Linked DNA regions of Triticum aestivum: region 1 is linked to region 2. A link is a contact called in public Hi-C data. All regions are on one chromosome and are shown on one strand. The core of a region is the stretch at or near the end of the contact, and the rest is flanking DNA. Distances in the headings are between cores, read along the strand shown. Region 1 has its middle 73 kb from the start of LOC123164459. Region 2 holds the start of LOC123165043 (cytochrome P450 72A14).

Region 1 (7,045 bases), core at 1,008-3,507, 150 kb after region 2:
AGTCCCAAAACTGTTGTCAAAAAACACATATGTACCGTTGTGTCATCCTTTCGGTCTCCCATCCTGCCACCTCGCCTTTCTTAATAGTCACCTTCCCCAATCCATCCCCATTAATTAACCTCTTACATGTTGCTTGTTCATGCTCAACCGTGCATAGTCCCTCCCAATTCCAATCCCTAAGAAGGAGTGCACTAATTTTTGGGCACATGTGGGAAGGGAAGACTAATATTGTGAGTGAGGGACGAGGATGGAAGTTGGCATCACGAAAAGCGAGGAGCAAAGTAGTAAGTTCATGTGGAATCATCATGATCATTAATCTTGGAAGCTTAACACAATTTGATTATCAGCAAAACCTTGCACTGTTAAAGCTCAGGTTCCTCCCATAGACCCATGCACTAAACAAGATATGTGCTCTGGTCTTTTATCCGGAAAAAACCTCCTCTTGAAATTTCCGTAGAGTTTCTTTGGAGCTACTCGCAGTCGCTTGATTCAGCTAACAGACACTAGACGGACGACATTTAAAGGATAAACTGTTGTTTGTGTTGGAACCTGAAAGGCCAAAACCGATGAAGGCAACAAGTTCTTTGGCCTGGATTCCACCACCTAGGGACCAGGTGGCACTGTCGGTAGATGGGGCGTTTTTGGAGAGTGATGGTATGGTGGCGCCTGGTATGATAGTATGACACCATGATGGAACGATCATCTTTGGTGCTTATAGATTTCTGTTACATTGTAATGATGCACTGAAAGCAAAGAACTGTGCAGCTACATAGACGGCCCCCATGTATTATGTACTGAGGAATTCTTGCCTATTGACTGTAACTCTATAATCCTGGAATAAAACACTATTACCTTCGCAAAAGAAGAGAATAACAATAGTTGACTACTGATCGATCTTCTCGCCAAGCGGAAAAAGAGAAAAGAAATTCAGGTATGATAGCTCTTGTAAGATTGAACTCCAGAATGATGAAAGCCCTGCGGAAACACTGCTAACCTCACTACTTTGCTATCTGTAATATTGGAAGTAATATCCAATATCACTATGCTTTGGATCGCCGCCACATGCACACAGGTTATGGTCTTATCCAGAAAAAGGTTTCAGGTACTAACAAACATACGTGTTGTGGTCTTATCCAGAAAAAGGTTTCGATAGCTAATCAATGAACACAGCAATAATTAACCACTGATTTTCTAGGGAAAGAGAAAGAAAAGCCCTACTGATTTGCTTGCCCGTGTAAGATCTCCAGAATGATGAAAGCCCTGCAAACACACTCTAGAATGACCTGCACTAAAACACCCATCACAGGCCATCTATATACACAAATAAGCCTCCAAACCCCGCAGAGAGATTAACCAAATTTTGAAATTTTAACAGGTTATTAACAAGAGTGGTGGAATTCAGGTATCAGCTCAAGTATCTCGGGAATGGCAAATCCGTACAAATCTCATTCGTCTGTTGGCGAGACATCAAGGGTATACAAATCAAATAAAGAGCATCAAAAAAAAATTTAGACAAGATGATGCGACCTTCGCAGTCGATCCACAAACCCACGTAGATCAACTAAAATCTGAACTTTTTAACAGGCCTGAAGAGCGGAACAAAGAAAATCAGCACGGGCAATCTTGGGATTGGCGAATCCACATGAATCTCATATCAAACCAAGCAAGTGCTTTGAGCGTCACAAAACACTATCAGAAACAAAAATACAGCAACCTTTGTAGCCAATCAACAAAACCACATTTAATCCAATCCACCACACATCATGGGTACATCAAACAAGGCAAATTTATTGAGCATCACAAAAACACTCCCAGGTTTCAGGTGTTGCGGCCTTCTGCAGCTGCCATGCATTCGCTGACGTTCGAGCAGTTAGCACTATATGTTACAGACTTATAGGTAGAACAGTCTATAATGACCCCCAAACAGAAGCAAGGAGCATCGCCATTTTGGCAAAACCACAATATAGAACTAACTTCATCATGGCGGCCTGCAAGCTACAAATATAGTGTCTACTGGAGAGAGTAAACGTTTCTGATAATTGTGCTAGGCTGTTTCACAACACTCACGCAAAAGGAGGCGATTTACATGTTGTTTCAGTTATCTAACACGCCTTCAGTAGGCTTGTGATCGATTTGAAAAAGGAAAACGTTTGGATACGGACGCCCCGGCTCACTCGCCCGCGCAGCCACGTGCCTTGGCCCACGCGCTGCCTCTTCCTTTTCCCTATCTCTTTGCACCGACTGTTTTGGGCCACACAAATCTTATCTCCAGAACATCGCTGTCTTTACTCTTTCTTCTACCTTTGCCATCCCCAATCGCTCTAGCCTAGCCTCCACCCTGCGAGCTTTTGCTTCCATCCTTTCCTCCCATGGCAACAAAACTACCATGAGGCTGCTACAAGGACGCGTCGCTGGTCGTCGATTGCACGATGACGCTCGCCGCCAATCTCCTCTCGGTCTTGGTGGCTAGACCTCGATGTTGCTACAACCGCAATCTCGTCGACGGCGTGGGATGTGCTACAACCATGGCGAGACGGTGATGCGACCGGCGTCACGTGCTACTACGACTGAGACGACGTGGTACTACAACCGTCATGCACTCGTGTTGGAACCGGCATGCGGGGATGCTGGAACCGAGGCGTGTAACCCCGGCGTGCGCCCGCGCTAGAACTAGCACATGGTGATGCTTCTACCGGCCAGGTGGTCTGGTGGAACTAGCTATCTGGTGTGTTGGAACCGGCAACAAAAAATGATACAACCAGCGTCACCCAAAGCTTCAATCGAAGGCAACAAATTTTTGGGGTGTTGGCACTGCGCAAACACGAAAGCTTCAACGGGCGACTAGAAAAGCTTCAACCAGAGACGAAAAAAGTTTCAACAATAGACGATGGAAGTTATGGATGACGACGAAGCTGCAATTGTTGATGAAAAAAGCTACATCCGACAATAAAAAAAGCTTCAACCATTCATGTCTCGGCTTAACCCGCGACGGCGGCGATGACATTTTTGCTGCATCCGCCGTCGAGTTTTGCTACAACCAGCGTTGACATATGCTGCAACCATTCATGACGATGACCCCGACCTGTGATGGCAGGGACGATGTTTTGCTGCATCTGCTGTCGTTTTTCGCTTATGACTGGCGTCGATGATTACTTCGACGGGGCTCGTCATGGGAGGTGGAGCTGCAAGGCTACAAGACAAGTTCTTCCTACGGGGACAGATCAAGTACAACGACAGCCTCCAACAACCACCTTGAGTGTGGGCGCGGCGAGCTCGGCAACGGGTCGTGCACCGTGATTTGCTACGACAGGCGAGCACCTGAGGTGTTACAAGCTGCAGGACACAAGGTACTTTTCAGGCGGCGTCTGCCATGCGCGTGGGAAGGAAGCTTCGCTGGGGAGGTGGGGAATCGTTTTCAGACGGGGGAAGAAGATAAGATCAGAACGATTCAGATGGTGCCAATCCGACGGCTGCTAGGCGACCGGCCGAACATTGGGCCGGTGCGCCGGCGCCTAGTGCTGCCCTTTGAAAAAGCTCAGCAGCCACAACTGATCATTATTTCTTCGTTTCGGTGCCGCCACGTCAGGCCACTGAAGCTGGGTGTATCAATATGGCCACGGTGGATAAGCTCCAGGGTACGGCGCTGCATAAGATTCACCTGATTAGACTCATGAAAAAGGATGGATTTATCTAAGCTCATCAAGATCTTACCAGGTGAATAAGGGGATTGTGCTGCTGAAGGTTGTGGGTAGGGTTACCCATATGGCTGTGGCTGGTACGGTTGTTGCCCATATGGCTGCGGTGGGTACGGTTGTCCGTACGCCTGCGGCGTGTAGGGTTGTCCATAACTCCATATGGCTGTGGCGCGTGACTTGTAGGAGGGCGACATGCCTGGTGGGGTATGGCTGTTGAGGAGGCAATGGCACATCAACGCGAACAATGAAACAAAGACCAGTGATCGGTCTCTCACTCACCATTGCTGAAACATCAAAGTGCATGATGAGCTTCACTTCCCCGGCAAACCTGCACAGATTGACCTTGCAGTCCACACCGAAAGAAAATGTCACACCATCAATTGAAAGCCAATCGGTGATAGTCTGCTAGATTAAATAGTACTCTAGCACACCACATCAATTTAAAGCCAAACGGTGAAAACCAATTAGTGAACCTACGTTATGAAATAACTCTAGCACACCACATCAATTCCTAAGTCCTTCTTGGAATAAGGAAGGCCAAGTAGCAAGTTTCAATAAGGATATAAGAAATGGCAACACATTGACATTGGCAAATAGCATTGCAGAAAATTGAATTGCTCAACTTCTAGAACCAGCCCAACAGCCTGAGAGCATCACTCGAAACATATAGGTACGTAGATGCCAAATTGTACTACGAAGGAAATAGGATTCCTGCGGGACAAGTAATGAGTACCACTGTCGCGTACAACTTTATTCATAGGCCGTGCATCAAACAAAGTTAATGGAATATATTCTTGAATCAACACGAGTATCTTATGCGAATCTAGGGTGAAAGAAACAAAAGTAACCACGCAAGGGGGGCATAGAATTTTTGCAAAAATTAGGATGAGTAATGAGGACCGCTAGTGTGTAGAAACATATCATCGGAGGCGCAGCACATCAAACAAAGGTAGAAGAATCTATTCTCAGATTGACCTGAGAATCTTATGCCTCAACATCATTCTCCATGGACGACTCAGGGGACTAGACCAAAGTAGGTGCTAGTAACTTGAATAACAGAGTCATGGCTCTTCTGCAGACCATATCCTGAGGAGAATGTTTTACAACATGAACATAAGCGTTTTTATTCACACTGGCTATAGCACAACAATCTTCAGTTTTATGATCAGGTAAAATCACAACAGAACTTACACATTCAGTGATTCGGGAGCATTGTTTCTCTTGCACCAGAATGCCCATTTACTAGGATAACTGTTAGCTTCAGCAATGGCATGCTCTTGAGCCATAGAATCAATAAGCAGTGCGTTATCACTAGTATCATCATATCCCTCATCCTCGGGGGACTCCCAAGTAGGTGTACCAGAGTTTCTTGGGGAGTAGAAGAGTTCATTACTAGAATCTGGTTTTGTGCTGAGTTTCAAAACTTTGCGAGTTCATTCTATCGGGAAGTCGGCAAAGTTTATATCTGCCGAGTTTGATTCAAAATTGGACTCGGCAATGAAAAACAACTCAGCAGACTTCATATTTTGCCGAGTTCAACGAAAAACGATTTGGCAAACAGAATCTCAAGTACGCCGAGTTCCCGACAAAAAAACACTCGGCAAAGTCTGACAGATGGGCCCTGCTATAGAGCAGGCGACGGAGCTGTGACGGGGGTCTTTCTATACTGAGTTTCTGCTAACGGAGACTCGATAAACATTTTCTCTTTTTCATTTTTTAAAGGAATTCCAGGGGTCACAGTTTGCGAGTTTTGGCTGGACGACACTGGGTAAACATTTTCTCCTTTTCATTTTTTAAAATCGGAATGCCATGGGTCACAACTTTGCTGAGTGGAGGCTCAAGAAAACTTGGGAAACTCTGGCATGTGGGCCATCGAGTCACGTGCAATTGACTGCTGACTGTGGGTCTCGTTATCCCCGGATCCAAAACTCGGCAAACGATGACCCTTCATCTTAAATGGGGAACGAATGAGGACTCGCGCCAAAAAAAACCTCAATCTGACCGGCCGTCACCCTAGCTCCCTCTCCTCCGACGATGGACGGCCGCCGCGCCGCCTCCTCCACTTCTCCCAGCCGCGCTACCGCCTTTCCGTCTCGAAGCCGTCATCGCATCGATTTTTGACTGACGAGTCATCCGCTGCGCAAGTCCCATGTACGCTTTAATGTGAAGACTATTGCATGCCGCTTCTATTGTTAACAATAGTTTGTACTGATTTATATTAAGTTTTTTACTTACTAAAAATCTTCTTATTGTGGTAAGACTTTTACTAGTATAATTTCTATTATGCTTAGTCGACATAGGAGAATACTAAGGTATTATGTAATATTTTTACAACTATTGTTGCAAATGCAGTTATCGTAAATTGACGCCACGTGTTTTCCCCACATATTATGTTTTCATAATATTTAGTTACAGACATTAATAATAAAAACTTTCAATTGTATTCCCGTTGATAGAAAAACAATGAAGATAGAATGCACAACCTTTTGCAGATTAATACGGGTGTTAGATCTATTGTAGTGTATTTATATGTTTTATTGTATACAACATTATATGTTTTTATATGTTTTATTGTCCATATTAGTATCTTTGAATATCTGGACAATGCTCTATTGTATACGACATCAAAAATAAATTTCGATAAATATTCCATGGAGTATATTAATATGTGTAATAGTAATTAGCAAATAGTAGTGTATGAGATGTCTACATGTGTCCTCCCGTAGTTAGAGTTGCTCATTTCTTTATTCATCGACAAATATGTATTTCCAATTTGGGGGATCAATAGTTGGTTGACATTGCAGATTAGATTTGAACTTTGTGTCGAAATTCAATCATTTGTGACATACATGCCAACTGGTTTGGAACACAATATAGTTGATGACGTATGCATAAATTTGGTAACATAATATAAAAATAACCTGGTAAGGTTGACGTTGAGAACATGTTAACAATGCAATGTGGTGTATGCTCTTCCTGCCTATTGGAGGTTCAGAATGCACTGTTCTCCATCAGAGCTTTTCCTCAAGATTTACCGATAAGATGCACCACCGAAACACTCAATCCCTTTTGAAATGAATGTAAGGAAATACTTAGCTTTTCGGCTAGCCATCCCAGGTAAATAGTCATTTTAACACTAGTTTGTTGGGATGCTATGGATACCCGCATCGAGGAATATGTCAAAGTACTCCATGTTGTAAGTTTTTTGAATTTCCCTTGTGATTATGCTCAAAGAGATCCAAATGGCCAACGATACAAGCCTCGCAAAGTTAAATCTTAAATAGGTTCTTCTCACATTTAGTTTGTTTGGCTATTTTCAAAATGGATCTAATGATTTGACTCATTGATTA
Region 2 (7,548 bases), core at 4,864-7,363:
ATAAATTTTTGGACAAAGGACCTGAAGTGTTCTTGTGTCAAATCCACAACATACTCATGGATGCACCAGAGGATTTTAAAACTCCACCACAAATACAGAAGTTACTGTTGCAGTAGGCTGATTTGTTTGAGGAACCTAAAACACTGCCACCTCATAGAGCCTTGGACCACAAAATTCCTCCGGTAGAAGGTGCAGCTCCACCACAAGTCAGACCTTATAGGGTGCCCCAAAATCAAAAGAAAGAGATGGAAGAGCAGATAAAAAAATTGCTAGCTGCACATCTCATCAGACACAGCCAGAGTCCATTTGCCGCACCTGTGCTGTTAGTTAAAAAGAAGGATGGGTCAATGAGACTGTGCACAGACTTCAGAAAGTTGAATGCTCTTACAATCAAAAACAAATTCCCTATACCTGTTATAGAAGATCTTTTGGATGAATTGCATGGAGCAAGGTATTTCACCAAATTGGATTTAAGGTATGGCTATCACCAAATCAGAATGTCACCTGAAGATATCCATAAAACTGCATTTAGAACATTCTTGGGTCATTTTGAATTTCTGGTAATGCCATTTGGCCTGTCCAATGCCCCTGGCACATTTCAGGAACTAATGAATACTATATTTGGTCCCTATTTGAGGAAATTTGTGTTGGTTTTCTTTGATGATATATTGATCTTCAGTAGAAATCTCATAGAGCACTTGGAACATATCAAGTTGGTTTTGGATCTTTTAGGAGAGCACCAGCTCTTTTCCAAAATGTCCAAGTGTGTGTTTGCAGCTCAGAAAGTTGAATATTTGGGGCATGTGATTTCTGCAGATGGTGTAGCTACTGATCCACAAAAGATCTCTGCCATAGCTGAGTGACCTGTTCCTGAGAACATCACTAAGCTTAGAAGTTTTTTGGGTCTGGCAGGATATTACAGAAGATTTATTAAAGGCTATGGTGTAATATGCAGACCACTGCATGATTTGCTCAAAAAGGGGAATTTCCACTGGTCACCTGAACATACCAAAGCTTTCCAACAACTGAAACAAGCATTAACTTCTGCTCCTGTTTTGGCTCTGCCAGATTTTTCCAAACCATTCATTTTGGAAACCGATGCATCAAGATAGGGAATTGGGGCTGTCCTAAAGCAGCAAGGCAGACCAATATCTTTCTACAGTTCATCCCTATGCCCCAGAAATGCTGCTATGTCTACTTATGAAAAAGAGGCCCTAGCAACATTGGAAGCACTAAAAAGATGGAGACGCTACCTGCTAGGAAAGGAGTTGATAATTAAAACAGATCAGCAATCACTGAAATTCATCACTGATCAAAGAATCACTGAAGGAGTTCAACACAAACTCATGATGAAGTTGGTGGAATTTAATTTCACCATTCAGTACAAAAAAGGGTATTCAAAACAAGGTGGCTGATGCTCTGTCAAGAGTTCTTCCTAAATGTATGGCTATCTCTGCAGCTACTCCTGTTTGGGCAGAAGATCTAGTGAACAGTTACCAGCAAGACCCTAGTAGTTTGCAATTGTTGGAAAAACTGCTTCTAAACAAGGATAAAACAATGTCAGACTACTCCTTAACATCTGGAATTATAAGATACAAAGGGAAAATTTATGTGGGTAACACCCCTGAATTAAGGCATAAACTGCTTGTAGCCCTGCACAGTTCCCCTGTGGGTGGTCACTCAGGAAGAAGAGCAACATATCACAAGATCAAAAGCATCTTTTATTGGCCTGGTATGAAAACAGTTGTAGAAGATTTCATTGCTGCTTTCCCTATATGTCAAAGAGCAAAACATGAAACTTGCTTGCAACCTAGTCTGCTAGAACCTCTTCCAGTGGCTGATATGGCTTGGCAGCATATATCCATGGACTTCATTGAAGGATTACCTAAATCTCAAGGAAAAGATGTGATCATGGTAGTTGTGGACAGGTTTACTAAGTACTCCCACTTCATACCAGTGTCTCATCCCTATTCAGTGCTCAGTGTAGCTCAGTCTTTTGTGGATAACATCATTAAGTTGCATGGCCCCCCAAAACTGATTATCTCTGACAGGGACAGAATATTCACCAGTCAACTTTGGAAAAATATTTTCTCTGCGCTTAATGTGGAATTAAGGTACAGTACTGCTTATCACCCACAAACAGATGGCCAAACAGAACATGTAAATCAGTGTTTGGAGACTTATTTACGATGCATGACTACATCTGCTCCAACCAAGTAGCTATCATGGCTATCTCTAGCAGAATTCTGGTATAATTCAACTTACCATACAGCCATTAAGATGTCCCCATTTCAAGCTCTCTATGGATTTCCCCCACCCCTCATCTCAGAGCTAGCAATACTTGGGCCTGATGATGAAGAAGCACAAGATTTCTTAACTGCCAAGCAACAGATATTGCAACAACTCAAAGATAACTTGGTGGTGGCACAAAACAGGATGAAGAAATATGCAGATACTAAAGAGGGTGGAAAGGAGCTTTCAAGTGGGAGATCCAGTTTATCTAAAGATGGCTCCTTATAGATTGGCTGTGTTTGGGTTCAGAGGAGCACTGAAACTTCAAAACAGATTCTATGGACCATTTTTGGTGCTTCAGAAAGTGGGCAAAGCTGCTTACAAGTTGCAGTTACCACGAGATGTGCAAATCCACCCAGTGTTTCATGTGAGCCAGTTGAAGAAACACATTGGGGACAAATCTATACCTGACCCTAACTTACCACTGGTCAATCCGGATGGGACAATCAAAACAGGTCCTGAGGAAGTGCTGGAGGTTCGTCAAGTTCCACGACAGAACCTGCCAGTTGTACAGTGGCTTATACGGTGGATAAACCTGCCTCCTGAAGATGCAACCTGGGAAGATGTGGACTTCATCAAATACATGTTCCCGGAGTTCTTCAGCACCACTACTCGTGCATGGCGAGCAGCAGCGGCAACGCCGTGAGGACACGTCGACACTCAAGGAGGGAGCAATGCCAGGACTGCAGCGTATGGTGTTACTTCTTCAGTTAGTGCTAGCTGTTATAACAGATAACGATTCAGTAGATGGAGGGTTGAGATCGCGCCTCACTTTACCGTTCGTCGTCGACCGTTAGATGTCTACTGTACCGTTTTAGTTAGTTACTGTTACTTTCCACCTATTGCCGGGAGCGCTTGCCACCTATAAAGGCAGCCGGGTTGTGGCTGGCCAAAGTATCGAATCTTCCATTGAATTTGCCGTGATGGCTAAGTAAACATACAGCTAATACAAACACCTCCCAGATCTGGGCGAGTTTTCCCCATTTCTTCCCTCAAATCCCTAGTCTGTGATCTGAATTATAGTTCGGTCCTGACACAAGGCCGTGCATGGCCGCCCACCTGGTTTTCCCGACCCAAACTTGATCAAACCATGATTTCTTTTGAAAGTTGATGAGGAAATTGTAAGTTGTTCACCAATCAACGGGTATTGCAATAGCAGGTTGGCAAATAGCACGTACAACCAACAAATTATTAAGCTACGTGCAACAGCAAGTATAACTGATTTTGAGTCAAGTAACAACAGCAGGTTGGAGTGGTAGCATCGGCACATATATTGGCGCTTTTTTTAGCTATTCTTATATGATTAATTTGGGATCGTTCATGTGATCTTCCCACATACTCTAGTAATTTTCATTTTTGTTCCAGCCCCGGTACTGATGTAGCTCCACCAGTGATGAGTTTGACATTGACATATTACACTTTATTGAAAATATATATTTATGAGATAGGTGCATGTCGCCTTCGATGTAAACATCAGGATCCATAATACTACATACATCTCTCCCAGGATCACCACCCTAATCCCTGACTATTCTCAATGTCCATGGTTGTCCGGAGTCCGGATGCTAATTAGTAACAGCTGCTAATTCTTAGAGTTTGGTGAGCTTAATCTGCGAACCGTGTTGGGGTTGTAGAGTGGAGACCGGGCAAGGCGAATGCGTGTAAGATGGTGAGAGCTCAAACATGAAGTGTTGCAGAATCACGCTCAATCCCATCTTGGCCTCAAGCAATGCAAAGTTCTGCCCGACACAAATCCGCGGTCCCCAGCCAAACGGAAAGAACGCCGGCGAGTTCTTGGATGCGCCGGCGATGCCCTCTGCAAACCTCTCCGGCTTGAATTCAACGACATCTTCTCCCCACACATCTGGATCATGGTGAATGCACACAATTGGCAGCGCAAATGTTACGCCGGCTGGATATGTGACGCCTCCCAGCTCTGTTTCTTTATACGCCTCCCGACCAAGTAGCAGAATCGGTGGGTATAGCCTAAGAACCTCATATAGTATCATCGTCACCTGCACCGACAGAGAAGATGGACATGATCAGAGCAACCTCTCGGATGAGAAATTGTATATCAATGGCTCTCCTGTAATTAATTTACTCACGACTTTCAGCCGGTTTATGCCCTCGGAATCCGGCTGGTTCTTTCCAAAGACGCGGAGAACCTCCTCCCTCGCGCGGTCCTGCCACTCGGGATGCATGCTTAGCAGGACCATTGCCCACGTGAGCAGCACCGCGGTTGTCTCCATGCCCGCGAAATAGAAGAGCTTCAGCTCCCCTACTATGTCGTCGGTGGTCATCGTCGGCATGGAGCTTCCGGCTTCCTGGCTTTCTTCTATGTTGGACTCCATCATCACGCCTAGTAGATCGTCGTTGTCGGCATGGCCATCCTTCATCGCCCTCTCCCTCTTCGTGATTACGCCTTTCAGGAGTAGTTCGACCTCCCGGGCATTTGCCTTCATCCTTGTATTGAGCTTTGTTGGCAGGAACCTGCATAGGAATGTTATCAAATTGCAGGCCACTATGTTTTGTGATTCAGGCCAGCATCCTCTCTATTCTGTGGACTGGACTGAGTGGATATCTATTTATTTGCAGAGGCCTGAACAACACAAACAATATGTATCTATTTCAGATATCTGTACCGGACTACTGGTTGTGAGCATATTGTTCTGATGCGCGATGCTAGAAATTAATATGGAGATGCACAAGCGTAATTGCATTGGCTGGAAGTATGAGCTCACCTGTAACCGGGGATGTACATCACGTTTGCCATCTTGACAGCATTTTGCGCCTGCTCTGACTGCAACTGGAAGATCTTTCTCCCTTCACCGAAGCTGCTCCCGAACGCTACTCGGGAGATGACGTCCCCTGTGAGGTTCTGAAACTCTGGCCACACATCTATCTCCTGCACATCACTTTGCCCCATGGAGTCTCCCCATCTTCGCACAAGTTCACTAGAACACTCTGCGAAAGCCGGTAACATCCTCTGCAAAATTCAATCCCAATTAGCCTGCAAAGTATATGCGTGTGGGTTGATGAGTTCAGTCAGGTGGGAGACATGGTTGGCATGCACCTTGAGCTTCTCGAGATGGAAGGCGTGGTTGATGATCCTCCGGTGGGCGACCCACTTGTCGCCCTGGTGGGTCGTCAGGCCGTTGGCCAAGAGCCGCTCGATCCGAAGGATAGACCTCTGCTTCCCGAACTGGCCCTGCTTGTTCGACAGGATCTCCCGGAACAGCTGAGGATCGCTCACCACCACCCTCGGCTCCGGGCCGAACCATGTCAGAGCAACTTTGCCTGCAAAAATCCCGGCGATCTCTCATGTACTTTGCCAAAATTACGGTGATCAATCACCGCATGGCGTACAGGAGCCTAATTGAGAGGGGATGCTAGTCAATTACCGTGTTGCTTGATGATGGCATGGTCGAACGGCACCGCGCGGGCGGCGACGGCGTGCAAGGACAGCGGCATGGGCTGGGAGCACGCCGCCGCGATGAGCCGCACGTACTCCTTCATGTCGCCGGAGGGGAAGCGGTACTGCGTGCCGCTGACGCCCTGGGACCGCAGGGCCCGGGCCAGCCTCCGCGGGCGGAGCCAGGCGCCGGTCAGCGCCCGGCCGGCGCACCACAGCGCGGCCAGCAGGGCACCGAGAGCGCAGAGCAAGCTCCATGGTGGTGAGCCAAGAGTGTCCATGTTGTGTGTTGTGAGAGTGCGATGAATGAACCCGTCTCTCTCGCTCAGTCTTTGTATATGGGCAGCTCCAAAAATGGTGTCTGTGCACCGGCGGGACACGGCAGGTGAGAAGACTAAGATGAGACTTGGGTGGCGGGTTGATTTTTCTGGGCCTGCTAGCTGCAGGTGGACAAGTTGTCGGGCAAAAGTATGCTGGAATGGATCAACCTTATCTTAGCCGGAGCCGTCGGCTGATTTGATTGATGGTGTCTCTCTCATCGCGCCGCCCGGGCACGGCGGACGGAGCCAAAGGCCATGAGCACGACGTGGAAGTCCACGTGCAGTGCACGCACGCACGCCGCCGTGAACTCTCGGGATCCGCCCGCCATCGTACACGTGCGCTCGAGGCTAAAAGTCCGTTCAACGGCTGCGCCGATTTCCATCGCTTATTCGGCCCTTTTCGTTGTCAGACGGCGCGGCATAGGCAAAGCACGTTTCCTCCCTACGGAGGCTTCCAAAATGGCGTGCTGAAAATCAAAAAAAAAAATCATGAATTTTAAAATAATTGAATGAAGTCAAAAGTGTTCATGAATTTCAAAAATCGATCACGGATTTAGAAAACATTCATGAAATTCGAAAATGTATCCGCACAACTGAAAAAATGCTCGTGGGTCAAAAAATAATTGCGAATTTGACAAAATGTTCACAAAGCTTCCATGATTTTATAAAATGTTTCCAAATCCTAAAAATGTTCATAAAATCCAAAAACTGTTCATCAATTTTAAAATGTTCATAAAATTCAAAAAATGTTTGCAAAGTGTTCACCGATTTAAGAAAATATTAGCGCATATATAAATACGTTCGTGATTCAATAGATATTTGTGAATTTGAAAAATCAAAAATAAAAGTAGAAAAATATATATATTCTAGGGCTTCTTGCATGACTTCCTGTGTGCCATATTCTTTGTATTTAGGCCGCCCCATCATGTTAGGGGTTGCCTTTTTTTAAAATGAACCGTGTTGTAGAGACCTTGCCGTGCAGTCGGGTCTTGTACCGTGCTGTAGAGACCTTGCCTATATACGAGCAACATGCAGTGGCAATAACAGGGCAGTAGATGTCCTCGTCGGCAGTGACGGCGACAACCCTTCTCCCGTTGAGGCCGTCGCGAGGGTGGGCGCTCATCCTCTTGCCCGGTCCCGATGGGGAGGAGGAGAAGGGAGGCGACCCGCGAGCTTCCAGCGCTCGTCCTACCGAGTGCCAAGGGGGTGGGGAGGAAACAATGGGCGATGTGAGGTCGAGGATGGGGGTTAGGGCGAACTCTAGCGACGACGGCGGCGCGACGGCAGCGGGTGTGCGGGCGGCTAGGTTTTGGAGAGGGGGAAGGGGGGAGAGTGGTGAGACGGATAAATAGGACGGTAATCTTAGGTGTCCCAAATTGTGGGTGGGAGCGATTTCGGCCAGCGCATGGTTGTTTAGGCGTCCATGGTGTATGAATATTTTTCAGAGGCGGTTGTCTGGCGTCTCGATGAAGTTACAAACCTACCCCGGTTTAGACCTCTGGACATTGGGCCGATAGGTTTCAT

The links. Hi-C and Micro-C count contacts between places; a contact is called where the count stands out from the background.
Region 1: a contact with region 2 is called in a Hi-C map of leaf, with 2.2 times the contacts expected there. The contact joins the enhancer-like site here to the promoter of LOC123165043 in region 2. A contact is called at or near these places in 2 of 5 Hi-C or Micro-C datasets (both in leaf).

What each region holds. Positions count from the first base shown.
Region 1 is chr7D:616,886,639-616,893,683 of IWGSC CS RefSeq v2.1, forward strand. No RefSeq gene overlaps it. Among protein-coding and RNA genes, the nearest start is that of LOC123164459, 73 kb to the left of the region's middle. Within about 2 kb of position 2,258, at least 7 of the 8 cell types and tissues checked have an H3K27ac peak or open chromatin away from gene starts, as enhancers often do. A contact at or near this core is called in leaf, where this site is marked.
Region 2 is chr7D:616,736,308-616,743,855 of IWGSC CS RefSeq v2.1, forward strand. It overlaps LOC123165043 (cytochrome P450 72A14), which reads right to left and starts at 6,114. Exons shown (of 5, transcript XM_044582668.1): 1 at 5,694-6,114; 2 at 5,366-5,589; 3 at 5,034-5,278; 4 at 4,398-4,782; 5 at 3,687-4,307. The coding sequence starts at 5,985. The coding sequence ends at 3,882.